2 separate regions of the Zea mays genome follow, and region 2 is linked to region 1. A link is a contact called in public HiChIP or PLAC-seq data. All regions are on one chromosome and are shown on one strand. The core of a region is the stretch at or near the end of the contact, and the rest is flanking DNA. Distances in the headings are between cores, read along the strand shown. Region 1 holds the start of LOC103650266 (putative cyclic nucleotide-gated ion channel 9). Region 2 holds the start of LOC103650264 (putative pentatricopeptide repeat-containing protein At1g10330).

Evidence for each region. HiChIP or PLAC-seq counts read pairs in DNA pulled down with a chosen protein or histone mark.
Region 2: a contact with region 1 is called in an H3K4me3 HiChIP or PLAC-seq map of leaf, with 6 times the contacts expected there. The contact joins the promoter of LOC103650264 here to the promoter of LOC103650266 in region 1. A contact is called at or near these places in 4 of 25 Hi-C or Micro-C datasets (leaf, root tip and an unstated tissue) and 1 of 3 datasets of contacts at active chromatin or transcription factors (leaf).

Annotation. Positions count from the first base shown.
Region 1 is chr3:112,550,919-112,558,185 of Zm-B73-REFERENCE-NAM-5.0, forward strand. It overlaps LOC103650266 (putative cyclic nucleotide-gated ion channel 9), which reads right to left and starts at 4,694. Exons shown (of 1, transcript XM_008675875.3): 1 at 2,028-4,694. The coding sequence starts at 4,513. The coding sequence ends at 2,279. LOC100382049 reads left to right here. Exons shown (of 17, transcript NM_001366764.1): 12 at 54-125; 13 at 200-301; 14 at 418-579; 15 at 790-879; 16 at 966-1,127; 17 at 1,284-2,167. The coding sequence ends at 1,595.
Region 2 is chr3:113,461,801-113,469,067 of Zm-B73-REFERENCE-NAM-5.0, forward strand. LOC103650264 (putative pentatricopeptide repeat-containing protein At1g10330) reads left to right here and starts at 3,795. Exons shown (of 2, transcript XM_035966266.1): 1 at 3,795-5,880; 2 at 6,278-6,688. The coding sequence starts at 3,795. The coding sequence ends at 5,870. LOC103650263 (pentatricopeptide repeat-containing protein At5g16640, mitochondrial) reads right to left here and starts at 4,211. Exons shown (of 3, transcript XM_008675869.3): 1 at 1,557-4,211. The coding sequence starts at 3,779. The coding sequence ends at 1,599.

The DNA.
Region 1 (7,267 bases), core at 3,444-5,943:
CACATTGACCATTAGCATATTTTTCTTGTGAACTCTAAGATGCTCTTTTGCAGAAGCCTGCTGAGATGGTGAATTATGGTGCCACTGAACCTGTTGTAATTCTTGGTTTTGGAGAGATGGGACAGGTGTCTATGTCTTGCATGATATTTCTTTTCTTGCGTCATTTGAGTGCATACCATAATTTTTCGTGTTTGTGCAGGTGCTTGCTAAATTTTTATCTGCACCATTGTCATTTGGAATTGAGAAAGACACAGAAGGATGGCCATATGTTGCATTCGATCTGAATCCTGTTGTTGTAAAGGTTGGAAATAAGAAAGCATTTTGGTATAATGATTAATGCATCTTCCCTTCTCTCACAAAAGGTGGATTGATGTGTCTTCATGCATTTAACTAAGCTTATTTGTTCTCTCCTATCAGTCAGCTAGAAAATCAGGATTTCCTGTGCTATTCGGAGATGGTTCACGCCCTGCAGTTCTGCAATCTGCTGGCATAACGTTTCCAAAAGCTATCATGGTTATGTATACTGGAAAGGAAAAAACAATTGAGTCTGTAAGCAGATTGCGTCAAGCTTTCACTGCGGTAAGAACTCCAAAGCGAAACTGCATTATTCGTTGAGGAAATTTCTGGATTTATTTACCAAGTTGAGACATGCTATGGTAGCAGCATTGGGCAAGAACACAGTTTTTTTAGATTTAGGAGGGAGGACCCTTACTGTTATATAGAAACCAAGAAAGAGTAAAAAGCATGCAAATTAACAAACATTATTGCCAATACCTTCTGCTTTAACAGGTTCCGATATACGCTAGAGCTCAAGACCTCTCACATTTGTTAGATCTTAAGAAAGCAGGCGCAACAGACGTTGTCCTGGAAAATGCCGAGGTAATTTTGTAAACAAATTCTGTGTTTACAGAGCAGCATATAAGAATTCATGCGATCACTTTTCTCTGGTCAATCTTTCGCTGCAGACCAGCTTGCAGCTAGGTTCAATACTTTTGAAAGGACTGGGCGTCATGTCTGATGATGTATCCTTCTTGAGTAAGCTTGTGAGGGACTCAATGGAGCTACAAGCTCAGGAAGCACTGAAAGACATTGGGGACCAAGAAGTTGATATTATGAAGCCTCTTCAGGTTCGTAAAATCTGAAAAAACATTCTCAAATTCATAGCATTTTCCCTTATGTGCCCTTTTTTTTTCTTAATGAACGGATACACAGCTCTCCTACGTGTTTGAGAAAAAAACCCATAGCATTTCCATTTCTCATCTGAGCTAAATTCCTTCTTGCAGGTAAGAGTGTCAGATTTAGTGGAGAGCAATGGTAATAGTTCAAGAATGGTAGCCCCAGAGCAGTCGTTAAGTCTAAGTAGCCGCCCAGACATAAAGGCAATAAAACCACCAGTGGCGAATGGGATACCTGATATGAAGGTGGAAAATGACAAGACAGGATACGATTTTGACAGGGTGGATTCTGAAAATGGTGTGACATACTGTCTATTGGAATCTGATGACCAAAGCGATGAAGCCTCCAGTACAAGCAAGGAAATGATCGATCAGTCTGCTGATACAAGGGTTAATGTCAATGATAAGAAGATACTCTAGCTCTACTTGTAGGATCAAGTTCATTGGTGATTGGCTGATCGCTGGGCTGATCAGAACTGCCGCATTTCTTGCAGCTCCTATAGGTTTCTTGAAGCACTTCTAAAGACTGCAATACTGCATTTAAGTTCCTGGTACATGGAGTCCTACAGAATAGCAACCATAAACACTTGTGTCATGTGGAGATATTGCGGAACCGACCAGCCGTGCAGCAAATCTAAAGGCTGAAAATACTGAGCTTGAGTTGTGCAGGTGTACAGCAGATCTAAAGCCATGCAGCAACCATAAACAGTTGAAGATTTTCAGCTGGCAAATTTGCCAACGCAGCTGAGTGCATGCATGGCTTTGGCAGGATCCGGTTGTAACTAGCAACATTTCAGAATTTAGAATATCATTTTTTCACAGCTCAGATTATATTTGACTGAAGCCACAACATAATAAAGGGACTTCCATTGATAGATACATTCTTGTACAATATCTGTATCTGATTCCTAGTGTGTACTAGATGGTACATACCTGAGCAGTTTATTATGTATCATCATCATCCAATAAAGTGCTGAACTAAATTTTGGGTATTGATCAATCCAGTAAACCATAATAGCCTCTGCTCTGACGAATTATTCACAAATAATGGGGAGAATTAAATACATACCATGTCTCTTGGTGCCAACCAAGCTGGATGCAGATCAGTAGTCCATGGAGCCGAAATCCGGCTCCGGCGGCCTGGGAAGCATGATGAGGCTGTCGGCCCGGACGGATCGCTGGCGCTGCACGCCGCGCATGGCGTTCTTGGCGAAGCGCGACACGAGGAGCGTGGTCTTGAACCTGCTCGTGGAAACCCCGGACGAGTCGGCCTCCATCTCCTCCTCCCGGCGCCGCTGCTCGGCCGCCTTCCGCTTGAGGTACCTCCTCCATGCGGCCTGTATGAAGCAGGAGGCCCAGGTGCGCCACTGCTGCGAGTAGAAGCGGAAGGTCTGCTGCAGCTGCTTGCTGTGCAGGCGCCGGAACTGCCCCGCCACGAACTTGAGCTCGTCAGCGCGCAGCGCGAACGCCTCCACCTCGGAGATGGCCCTAACGGTGCGCGTGGACAGCGGGAAGTTGGCGCCGGCCTTTGGGTCGAGCGCCCACGTGAGTAGCTCCTCCCCGCAGAAGTCGCCCTCCTTGAGCAGCCCCCGGTTGTAGAACCCCATCCGGCCGCCGTCGGTGGTGGAGCTCTCGAGGCGGCCGCGAATGATGAAGAGCATCTCGTCGACGGGGTCCCCCTCGCGCACGATGTAGGTGGACTCGGTGCAGAGGCTGGGCTTGAGGCGCTCGCAGATAGCGTCGAGGAGGCGCTCGTCCATGTTGGCGAAGAGCGGGACGCGGCGGACGAGGCGGAGGCAGAGGTGCCGCTTGACGTCGCGGCGCAGGTCCTTGGGCAGGCTGCGCACGAGGCTGTCCTCGTCGACGCCGCGCGTCTCGAGCCACTTGTACTGGTTGTGCCGCCACACCCGCTCCCGGAGCTCGTCGGGGAGGACGCGGTGGTGCATCCACTGCTCCGAGTCCCTGCGCTTGAGGCGCATCTCCTCCAGGCGCAGCGTCATGGACTGCAGGTACGTCTGCATGTTGCCGATGAGGAGCGCCATGAGGATGAGGCCCAGCAGCGCGAGCGTGATGGAGAAGAGCTGCTCCCCCTTGTAGTGGGTCGTCTCCAGGCCCTGGCCGATGGTGCTCAGGTTCTGCAGGCCCCACCAGAGGCAGAAGAGGATCTTGGCCGTCAGGTTCTCCGTGGAGTAGACGCCCGACTGGATGGCCGTGGTGTAGATGCCGTAGGGGAACCCCGTGCCGCTGCCGTCGACGGGGGCGCACTCCTGCGCCAGCACCTGCCGGATCATGGTGCGCCACTCGAGGAAGCCCGACTGGCCCTGGCTGCCGCCGCCGCAGTACATGTAGGTGCGGCACTGGTGGAAGTTGAGGTTGGTGCACTTGTCCCGCCAGCAGTCGTCCAGCCGCTCGATGGCCAGCAGGTACCAGAAGGCCCCCACCATGTGGCTGGCCAGCATGTAGAGCAGCAGGTAGAAGGCGGCGCCGCCGAAGGCCGTCTCGGCGAACACCCCCGTGGTGCGCTTCAGCTCCGAGGTGATGGGGTAGAAGCGCACCAGGCGGGGCACGTACTGCGACAGCACCGTGAAGAGCAGCGCGTTCTTGGTGGGCAGCAGGTCCGCGCCCTTGGGCCGGTTGAGGAAGTTCCAGATGGAGACCTGCGGCAGCGGCAGCACGGACAGCAGGTCGACGGCGAAGAATCGGCGCAGGTAGCGGCGCGCGATGGCGGACGAGTCGATGACCAGCTCGCCGCGCCCGAACACGCGCGACGACGGCGCGATGTACGCCGTCCGGAACTGCAGCGCGATCCGCGCCAGGTAGAAGGCGTCCACGGCGGTGCGCACCACGGTGGCGACGGTGGCCAGGTTGCGGTCGAAGCCGATGCAGGTGTTCTTGTCCGTGTACTTGACGGCCAGGAGGTAGAGGAAGAGCGGGTCGATGGCCACGGACACGATGCACGCGAAGACGAAGGCGCGGTTCATGCGCGCCAGGAACGCGTCCTGCGGGTCGAACACCTGCTGCGACATCTTCCGGAAGTCCTCCTGGAACACGAGGCCGATGCTCCTCAGCCGCTCCGACCGGTTCATCACGCCCGCCGCCACCCGAACCGACCGCGCACGGAACTTGGCGGCGGCCGCCGCCGGGTTGCCCGAGAAGTAGCTGTCCATGTGGAACCCGCCGCCGTGCCCGTGCCCGTGCCCGTGCTCCATGCTGGCACCGCCGCCGCTGCCGGAAGTGGGGCTGGACGCCGAATCCGCCGGCGCGTCTGCCTCGACGAGCCTCACGAACTTCTCCCTGCGCCCGTTGATGAACTGGGTCCGGTAGCCGCACCCGAACATCTATCGCCTTCTTGCTCCCGGACTACGGGACATCATCTATCCAACACCACTGATCGGGACGGCGCCAGTTTACTTGGTCGATCGATGATGCAGCAGGCAACAATTAAGTTGCTCGATCTCTTCTCCGATCCTCGTCCCTCGATCGATCTTGCAGGAAGGAGCGCCGCGCGTGAAAGAAGGCGAGGCCGTGAGCGCAAGTGACGGCGGTTAAAGAATACGCGAGGCACCTAAAAATGGACGTGAAAATTTGTATGTTCCTCATAGTTTTTAGAGATTTTTACATCCGTCCCCATTGCTAAAAAATTATTCTCCAAAACATTATATTGAGGACTGCTGGGAAAAAAATCTACTAAGAGTTAGTTTGAGAGCTACATTTTCTTAATAGATTTCTATTTTTATCAAATGAAAAATGAACTAATTTCACTTAATAAAATAAAAATCCTTTTGAAAAATAGTTCCCAAACTAGCCATAAAAATACTTAACTCACATCAGAATACTAATAAGTAGTTCTTAAAACTTTTAAAGGCCAAGTCATCACCCCATGGTGTTGCTGCATCACGCGTATTTAAGTTGTTGCATCACACATTCATGTTGAGCTCTTGGGTGGTTGACGAGAAAGAAGGCCGGTGTGACCATCGCGTTGGACAGAGAGGGCGAGGCGAGCGGTGACCGCAGCGGGGACTACAGACGCCGACAGAGAAGAGGTGGGCAAATCCGACAGAGAAGAGGACATGCTCTCACTCGCTGCGCGGTCAGGGTGGCGCCGAGGAAGAAGCGCGACATGGCCCGAGCGAGAGGAGGCGAGGAGAATGATAGCGCGTGGAGGTGGATTGCGGACGATGTTCCCTCGCGGATATTTGAAGGAGATTAGAACTGGAACGAGGGATGCTTGTAATTTGGGGAAAGGAAAGGGGAACTGTTGAACGAAGGAAATTTTAGTTTTCAACCTAAAAACAGATTTTCGGATTGGTTTTAGTGTCCTCTTGGAGATGCTTTCGCTGCTCAGTTTTCTCCTTAGATTTATGGATTTAAAAAATAACGAAATGACAAACTAAGGGTATGGATTTAAATAACTAGATTTTAAACGTGCTCAGTCTTGCCTCTATTTGTTACACGCGTCCTCGTGGGTGCCCTTACGGAGCGTTTCCGTCCACCCGGGCCGTCACTAACAGCGCTGGTCCACCTCTTCGCCTCCGCTCCGACTAGCTGGGTCCACTGTTAGGAGCCGAATTGTTCCCGTTTGCGCCTGACCCTCTCCAGCCATTTTTGCCGCCGCTCCACGTGTCGTAGGCCAAACATTTCGATCCCACAGCACCCAAGACTGCAAAAATAAGCTTAAATAAAATCGCTTTATTATTGTACAAATAACATTCACGTAGTATAATGGTGTGTCATAGCTCGGTAGTTTGTAAGGTGTTGGGTTCCTTGATGCCTTGGCCCACTTTTTGCATCTTTTTTTCTTCTCGTGAACAAAATAGCCTACACTATGGCATCTATTCATAATTTTGTATAATCTTCTAAGTTTTTTTATCCCAAACAACTAAGACCAAATTATGACTCTATACCAAGTTTCACTATTTTTTTGACTATATTTAGTATTTATTTATTTTTGGCTTAAAAAGACATTTAAACCATATAAATTAGTAAATAATCAAAAGGGGCATCTTTACATGAAGTAAGTTAATAACATTTAGATGAACTAATGGTGCACTTTTGAAGCGAAAAAGACAAAAGTAAGAAATATAGCTCAAACAATAATGTTATAGTTCAATGCTATGAAACTTAGTGAGAGATGTGTCTATTTGTAAAACATTTATATTCACACTTTTGTATAACCTCATGATCTATTTATATCAAGCAACTAGGACCAAATTATAACTCCATGCCAAGTTTCACTATTTTTCATTGTTATCCTAAATGCCCGTTTAGACCGTTTAAACGTCGTTTAAATACTACTCAGTAGCTAACCGTTTAGGTCGTTTATGCCGTGTAATCCGTTTAATCATGTATAATCCTTTTTAATCCGTTTAAACATCCGTGTAGTCCGATTAAACGCTAAACTGAGGATGACCGACTGTTTATCGTTTAGCGTTTAGTATAACACTGCTATTTTTTAACCATATTTACTTATTTATTTATTTTCGGCTTGAAAAGGCATTTAAACCATATAAATTAGTAAATATAAAAAGGAGCATGTTTACATGAAGTAAATTAATAACAGTTAGATAAATTAATGGTGCACTTTTGAAAGAAAAAACACTATTTTTACCACATTTGGTATTTACTTCCTTTTCGGCTTAGACTTACAAATGCAAGAATAAAATATTGTATCATAAATTTACATTTTTAAAAAGTATGTATATCAAGTAAATTTGTATTTTCGTATCTATATGTATATATTTATGATTTGTTGAACTTTATTTTAGGTAGCATAATTTCAATTAAGTTGCGTTTTGCACTTTTTGGTTTGGTTTACACGAGTATAAAAACTGTTTTGTTGTTGGTATATAAATTTCTTATCTGTCCGAGTGGTCTCTACAATTCGTCTCTATCTGTGTTGGGCTCATGGGTTCAAATCCCAGTCTTGCCTTTTATGCGGTTGAGCTGGTCCTGGAGTTTTTTTGGCGTCCGTACGAGCGGCCCCCTTGTGAGGACTGTAAACGGACACAATAGGTCTGTGAAATAGATGCTGAGAATTGTGTGGAGGTATGAGGTGAAAACTCTATAGAGAAATGAGGGAGGGGTAGATCTGA
Region 2 (7,267 bases), core at 2,545-5,044, 910 kb after region 1:
TGCAAGAGTAAGCTCAGCTAGGAATCAGATATGTCTACTGGCCTTCTTTTTATACTTACTGTGACTCATATATAGTAGTTATATATGTATATATAGTTATATACATAATATATATATAATTTATGGCTATATTGCCAAAACACCTAGAAAAGCGCCTAGAAGCGCCTAGGACCGAGTACTCCCGACTAGGCACTAGGCAATGGGTCAGCGCCTAGATTCCGCCTAGCGCCTAGCTGAACTTTGCTGGGTTCTCAATTTAGTTGGAGGTGAGACAGGAACCTGCAACAGATATCCATTACAAAACTATTTTGCACCAATCTTCACATGCCTAGAATAAGAAAAGAGACAAATTTCTGGCCTAAGTCTTGTTAGAGTTGATGCATTAACCAATTCAACCCAAAAGATTAAGCTAATGGGAGAAGGTAGACAATCCACTTATACACTTCAACATCCTCACTCATGTGCAGCCAAAGAGAAAGGCGCAAACGTGGAAATAAATGGGTGGAGGCACAAATAAAGCCAAATTTCTAGCATGAGTCTTGTTAGAGTGGATGCATTAACCAATTCTAGCCAAAAGTTTAAGCTGGTGGGAGAAGGTAGACAATCCACTTATACATTTCAACACCCTCACTCACGTGGAGCCAGACAGAAAGGCGCAAACATGGAAATAAATGGGTGGAGGCACAAATAAAGCCTCTGTCAGGATTCGAACTCGAGACTTTCGGCTTTGATACCATGTTAGAGTGGACACACCAACCAATTCAACCCAAAATCTTAAACTGATAGGAGAAGGTAGTCAATTCACTTGTACATTTCAACAAGTCTATGCATAAGCCAGACAATGCACCAATCTATAATTAAGCATCTGTCACTAAACCGTCTCTTGCAGGAAACCTCATGAATAGAGGAAGGCCATATCAGTAGGATGCATAGCGCGAACAACCCATCAAGACAAAATTATGAAGGGTATCATGACAAACATTTAGATGCCGTTTGGTTCACATATTTGTAACGTAATGGATAATTGATAACATTAAATCATGTTTGTTAAAGTCCAACAGTAATCAGATATCATACTAAGAATTGATAATAGCTTATTTAAACTTATTACCACTGCTACTCGAGTGTAAATCGTTACCGTTGTCATTTACGTTACATTTTGTGAACCAAACAGAACATTAGTTTCCACAAGCTGCACAATATGAATTTGAGCTGACAGCATACCACGTTGATATGCCATATTCTAAAAATTAAACAATGGTTGCCCAACACATGAAGCAAGATGAGGCATGGACGCAATAGAAGAGGTGAGCATATATTTCCAGAACTACAAAGGTAAGAAATGCTCAAATTCAAATGGAACCTTAGTTTGGCATAAATATGCATTTCACATACAGGCACATGTTACCTACTACCTATCTCAACAATGAATAAGCGGACAAATTGGTAAATCTGTTTTTATGTATGGGCAATAACTACAAATAACTAAGTGTACCTGTGAGTCAGTTCATTGTACGGAAATTATATCCAGGATTGTTCATTAAAGCTCAACTGACCTATAAATAAAGACAGGTAACACCACAGGACTGTGGTACAGATCAGCTATCTTGTTTTTCTTGTTCTAAAATACCTCTTTCAAGAAACTTCGTGATAAGCTTTCCAGCAGCATGTCTCTCACCCACTAGGGCCAACTGACTGTCAACCTTTTGACATAATTTAAGATCAGGAATTAAATTTCTCTGGAACATGCGGCAGGCCACATTATATGATTGAAGTGGGAGTCCTCTGTTCAGAAAACTATCCATCAAAATGTGGCATGTTTGAGCATCTCTTTTTGAGGCACTTCTTAGTACCTTGCTGAGCAGATTGTAAGCCTCACTAAGTTTACCAAATGCACATAGCTTTTCGATGACCTGATTATATGCACTACTAAACCCTTGTTTTGTTAACATCTTATCCAGCAGATTGAGTAAATCTTCCACCGCACCCTTTTCACAATACCTATGTATCACAGTCCTGTATGTGACAGGTGTAGGGAGCAAACCTCTGTTAAGCATTTTCTCTACAAGCGCTGTTGCTTCTTTCATTTTACCTTTCCTTCCTAAAGCATCAACAACAACAGTGTATGTAACAACATCAGGATGCCTGTTGGTGAGATACATGTCATCCAGTAAAGATAGTGCTGATTCCAGATCACCCTGCCGAGAAAATCCATGGATTACAGTTGTGAAATTAACAACATTAATAAAGCAGCCCTTGCTTTGGCACTGCTCCATGAAGTCTTTGGCACGTGCTGGTTTTTGTTCCTTGCATAGCGCGTGAATCAACAAGTTAATCTCCACAGCCGTGGGGAAGAAACCCTTCTGCAACATCTGCATTACCACATCACATGATTCCACTAGCTTCCCTTCCCTCCGAAATCCATGCATAATAACACTGTATGTGATACCACTTGGAGTCCACCACTCTTCTTCGCTCTTGTTTAGCAGTTCCCATGCTTCTGAAGATTTCCCAACTTTGCAAAGCCCATTTAACAGTGCAGTATGTGTGACTGTATTTGGCTTGCAACCATTCTTATACATATGCTTCATCATCTTTCTTGCTTGATCGAGTTCCCCAATCCGGCAGAATCCATCTACAACCGCACTATAAGTTACAACATCAGGGCGGCACCCCTTTGAAATCATCTCGCCTATAATTTCCTTTGCCTCTGACATCCTACCATTCAAGCAAAACGAATGCACAATCGCACTATAGCCAACCTGATCAACACGGAATCTTTTCCCCTCTGACTCCCTCAAGAAAGTCAACGCCTCATCTGCATGACCATGCTTTGCAAGGCCATGAATAAGCATGTTATACGTGATCTGATCAGGAAATATACCTGCATCATTCCTCATCCTCTCGAGCAAATTCCACACCTCTGCCACCCTTTTCTCCTTACACAAGAAGCTCATCACTGTAAAGTAGCTAATCTTATCTGGCGGGCACCCATTTTGCAGCATTGAGCCAATCATCTCCAATGCCTCAACAATCCGCCGAGCACCGCATAATCCCTTGATTAGGCAATTGTATGTGACCACGTCCGGATCGACCCCAACACGCCTCATCCTTTCCGCAAACTCGAGCGCCTTGTCAACACGTCCGGCCACAACAAGCACGTTCACAGCCACGTTGCATATACATATGTCGGGCGCGCACCCATCTTTCTGCATGAGCTGGAGCACGCGCATGGCGGAGCGGAGCTTCCCGGCGCGGCTGTACGAGAGCATGAGGTGTGCAAACTGCCGCGTGCCCCGGCGTATACCACGCCGGATCATGAGGCGCACGACGCGGCGCGCCGGGTCGTGGAGCCTGGTGCGGCTGAGGAGCGCCAGCATTTCGTCGAACACCTCCGGGGCGTGACGGTATTTCCACTGGCGGTCGGCCCAGCGAAAGAACTCGAACGCAGCGCGGGCGTCCCGCTGCGCCTGCGCGCGCAGCACGGCGCGGACCTGCGATGGCGTCAGCGCGCGGAGGAAGTGCCGGAGCTGCGCCTCCAGCTTGGCGCTCCACGAGTCCCGGAGCTCGAGCAGCCTGCAGGTGTCGCGCACGAGGTGGCTGCGCAACTCCTGCGCGAGGTCATATTCAACGCCAACGGTAGTCTCGTATGCGGCGGGATCCGGCGCGATCTCACCGGCGGCCGCCGAGGATGTGGCGGTGGTACAGAGCCGGTTGTGATGGAACATGCGGTGGCATCGGCGCGAGAGCAATGGGTTGTTGGTTAGGTGCCTGAGCATAGCTTGTGCTCGTGCATGCGAGAGGCCAGCGCCTGGGATTATGTGAGTAGTTGGCAATGGCAGAATGCCGCCGCCGCCGGCCGCCACGAGCGGAGTCCCTACACGCCGCTGCTACGCCTGGAAGTGGATGCGCAGGGGCTCGCTGGCCGGACTGGAAGAGAAAGCTGCTGGCCGCGGAGGGAGAGATGGGCTGGCCGGAGTGGGAGAGAGCACTGTGGGTCAAGGAGCAGCGCGTGCACCTGGAAGAGGCGGCGCGGGAACGGAAGTGCTCCTGGAGGAGGCGTACGAGTACGAGGAGGAGCGCCGCATGGGCGCACGCCGCCGCCCGGTCCCAGAGACCTCGCCGCCGCCGCCGCGTACGAGTACAAGGAGGAAGCTGCTTCTTTGTTGGGCCCAGTACGAGTACGAGAAGGAAGCTGCTTCTTTGTTGGGCCGATCGGCTCAGTCCGCTCCGTCCAGCGGAGCTGTCTGGTGGGCTGCGCCAATTCGGGCCCACGGAGAGGAGCCCCGCGCGCACTCGCCGACTCGCGGCGGAGACGTCAAGCTCTGGCGGGAGGAGGCGGCGGTGGCGAGAACCCTGGGCCCGCGCGGCGGCGTGCGCCCATGCGGCGCTCCTCCCCGTACTCGTACGCCTTCTTCGAGCGCCTCCTCCAGGAGCACTTCCCATTTCCGCGCCGCCTCTTCCAGGTGCACGCGCTGCTCCTCACCTCTGGCGTGCTGCTCCTTGACTCACAATGCTCCGCGGCGGCCTTTCCTTACAACTGCCTCGCCCACGCGCACCGCCGCGTCCCCGCCGCCTCCTCTTCGCGCCCCCCGTCCGCCCCACTGCGCCTCTTCTGCGCTATGCTCGCCCGCGGCGCGCGCCCCAACTGCCACTCCTTCCCGTCCCTCCTCATGTCCGCCTCCGCGTCCGCCGCGGCGGCGCTCCACGCGCAGTGCCTCCGCCGCGGCCTCGCGGCTGACTGCTTCGTCGCCTGCTCGCTCGTCAGCGTCTATGGCCGAACGGGACACCCGTCTTGCGACGCGCGCAAGGTGTTCGACGAGATGGAGGGTCCCCCGGACCTGGCCTCCTGCAACGCACTGCTCGACGCGCTGTGCCACGCCGGGGACCTGGACGGTGCCGGGGACTTCTTTGAGCGGATGGCGGTGAGGGACCCCGTGTCGTGGACGACGCTCGTGTCTGGGCTGTCGCGGGGCGGACGCCACCGGTGCGCTCTCGAGGTGTTCAGGGGATTTTTGCTGGGTAACGTGGGACGACGGCTCGAGGAAGCAACGCTGGTCAGCGTTTTCTCGGCCTGTGCCAACGTTGACGGCGGTGAGGGTCTTGCCGCGGGCATGGCTGTCCACGCATACCTCATCCGTCATGAGATTGAGCTCACTGCGTTCCTGGGCACAGCCCTGGTTGACATGTATGGGAAGCATGGGAGGATTGGCTTCTGTAAGAGTGCTTTTGCGGTCGTCTGCACGAAGGAGGTTTGCACGTGGAATGCGCTGTTATCAGCATTGGCTAATCACGGGAAGGAGACTGACGCGCTGGTGAAGTTCGACATGATGAGGGGTGAAGGCTTCTTGCCGGATCAGATAAGCTTTCTTGCTCTTCTGACGGCTTGTGCTCGTGCAGGATTGGTGGAGGTTGGGTTATACTGGTTCGACGCAATGGTTGCTGAATACAAGGTGGTACCGTTGATGATCCATTATGGATGTGTTGTGGACCTCTTAGGCCGTGCTAGCCGTTTTGGAGAAGCCATTCAGGTTATAGAGAGGATGCCCTTCGCGGCTGATGCTTCTGTGTGGGGTGCTCTTCTTGGGGCTTGCAAGCTCCATGGAAATGTGGAGCTTGCAGTGGAGATTGGGCAGAAACTAATGTCTCTTGGCCCCCAGCAATCCGGTCGGTATGTGACTATTAGGAATGTCTATTTAGAAGGCGGGAATTGGCATGCTGGCGCAAGAATGGGAGAGGTGATGCTGGAGGCTGGAATCAAGAAAACAGTAGGGCAGAGCAGTGTGGTGCTTCATGGCACTGACATTCCTTCATCACCGTTCACTGCAAAATGTGCTGGTCAGGAATGGATGAACTTTTACGATTCTTAACAGATAAATGGTATTGTTGCTGTCGTAGATAAAATGATTGTGTAACTTTATACTAAAGAGTAAACATAGAAGATAGTGGAATTTGGCCTTTGTTTGAATACTAAAGTTGTAGCTTATGTTTTGTAGATGCTCATAGAGTACTTAGTTGTTGTTGTAGCTACTGCAAAATTAAAGATACAAAAAAAACCAGCAACAGTGTCGTTTTCACCGGGTTTTCAGATGGATTAAGGAGCACTATGTCAATTACTTGTAATACACTATATGAGATGTTTGTATTGAGTTGTACATTATAAAACAGGTGGTAGTGCTCTAGAGTGCTCCTAGTGCTTTTGGCATCTTCAATGAAGACAAGTGAATTATAGCGGTTTGCTACCGTTTTGACTTGTTATTTTCATCACTGCTGTTAGGACCATACTTCGTCGCCGAAGGTCCTGCAGAAAGAAACAGCTTCGGATGAAGCTGCTCGTACGTGACGCCGAAGGCACCATTTATCAAGCTTCGGTATTACAACATATCCGAAGATGAAGGGTCGAACCGACTTAAAGATATAATGATCTTTTAGTCCATAAGGGTCTGAGTCATTGTTGTAAACTTTTATGAGGGGCATGATTGTAATTCCTCACAGGCTGTGTCCTGTGCCTATAAATAGTGAACAGTATTCCTTTACTGTTCACGGATTCCTGTAATTGCAAACGCATCACTCGGGAATTATTGTTTGTACCTAAACGTTATAGTGAAACATCTTAGATTCATGTAATAAGATATGTAAATGATGTCATTTATTTCCAATATATTTATCTTTAATGTTTCACGTTTTACATTACTTTGTATTATCTTTATAAGTCTAATTACGAAGGTGAAACCTTCGTGATATTATGCTCGTGACCTTCGTCCGAAGTTCATTAAATCCTTGTGGAGATAATGCTTCGGCGGACGAAAGGCTTTGATATTTAACATTTTATATTGTCTTGTTCTTAATTCATAGCATTTGAGAACAAGTCACCAACAACTGCACCTTAATATTCAACAGTTTATCGTGAAATAAACATGAACTTGATGTTGATCATTCTCTTAGCGTGTGATTGGTATCTGGGCTTGACGGCACCGGGCTCGCTGCGGCATGGGCGAGTAGGGAACCTCCCTCCCCACGTCTCCACTCGTGCAGCCGAACAGGCCATTTTAAAAACGTTTGGGTTGTATCCGTCAACGCATGCCAGCCTCGACGCATGCAGCCTATTACAAAATATTTGTATAACATATGATCAACCTCTGACAGTTATTCTCAAGGGACACACCCCTTGGGAGACACTGTATCTACTTGTATATAAACAAGGATCTCTGCAATAAAGATGACAGTTACTTGTCTCTGCCATTATGTCTCTTACTCTACTTTCTTT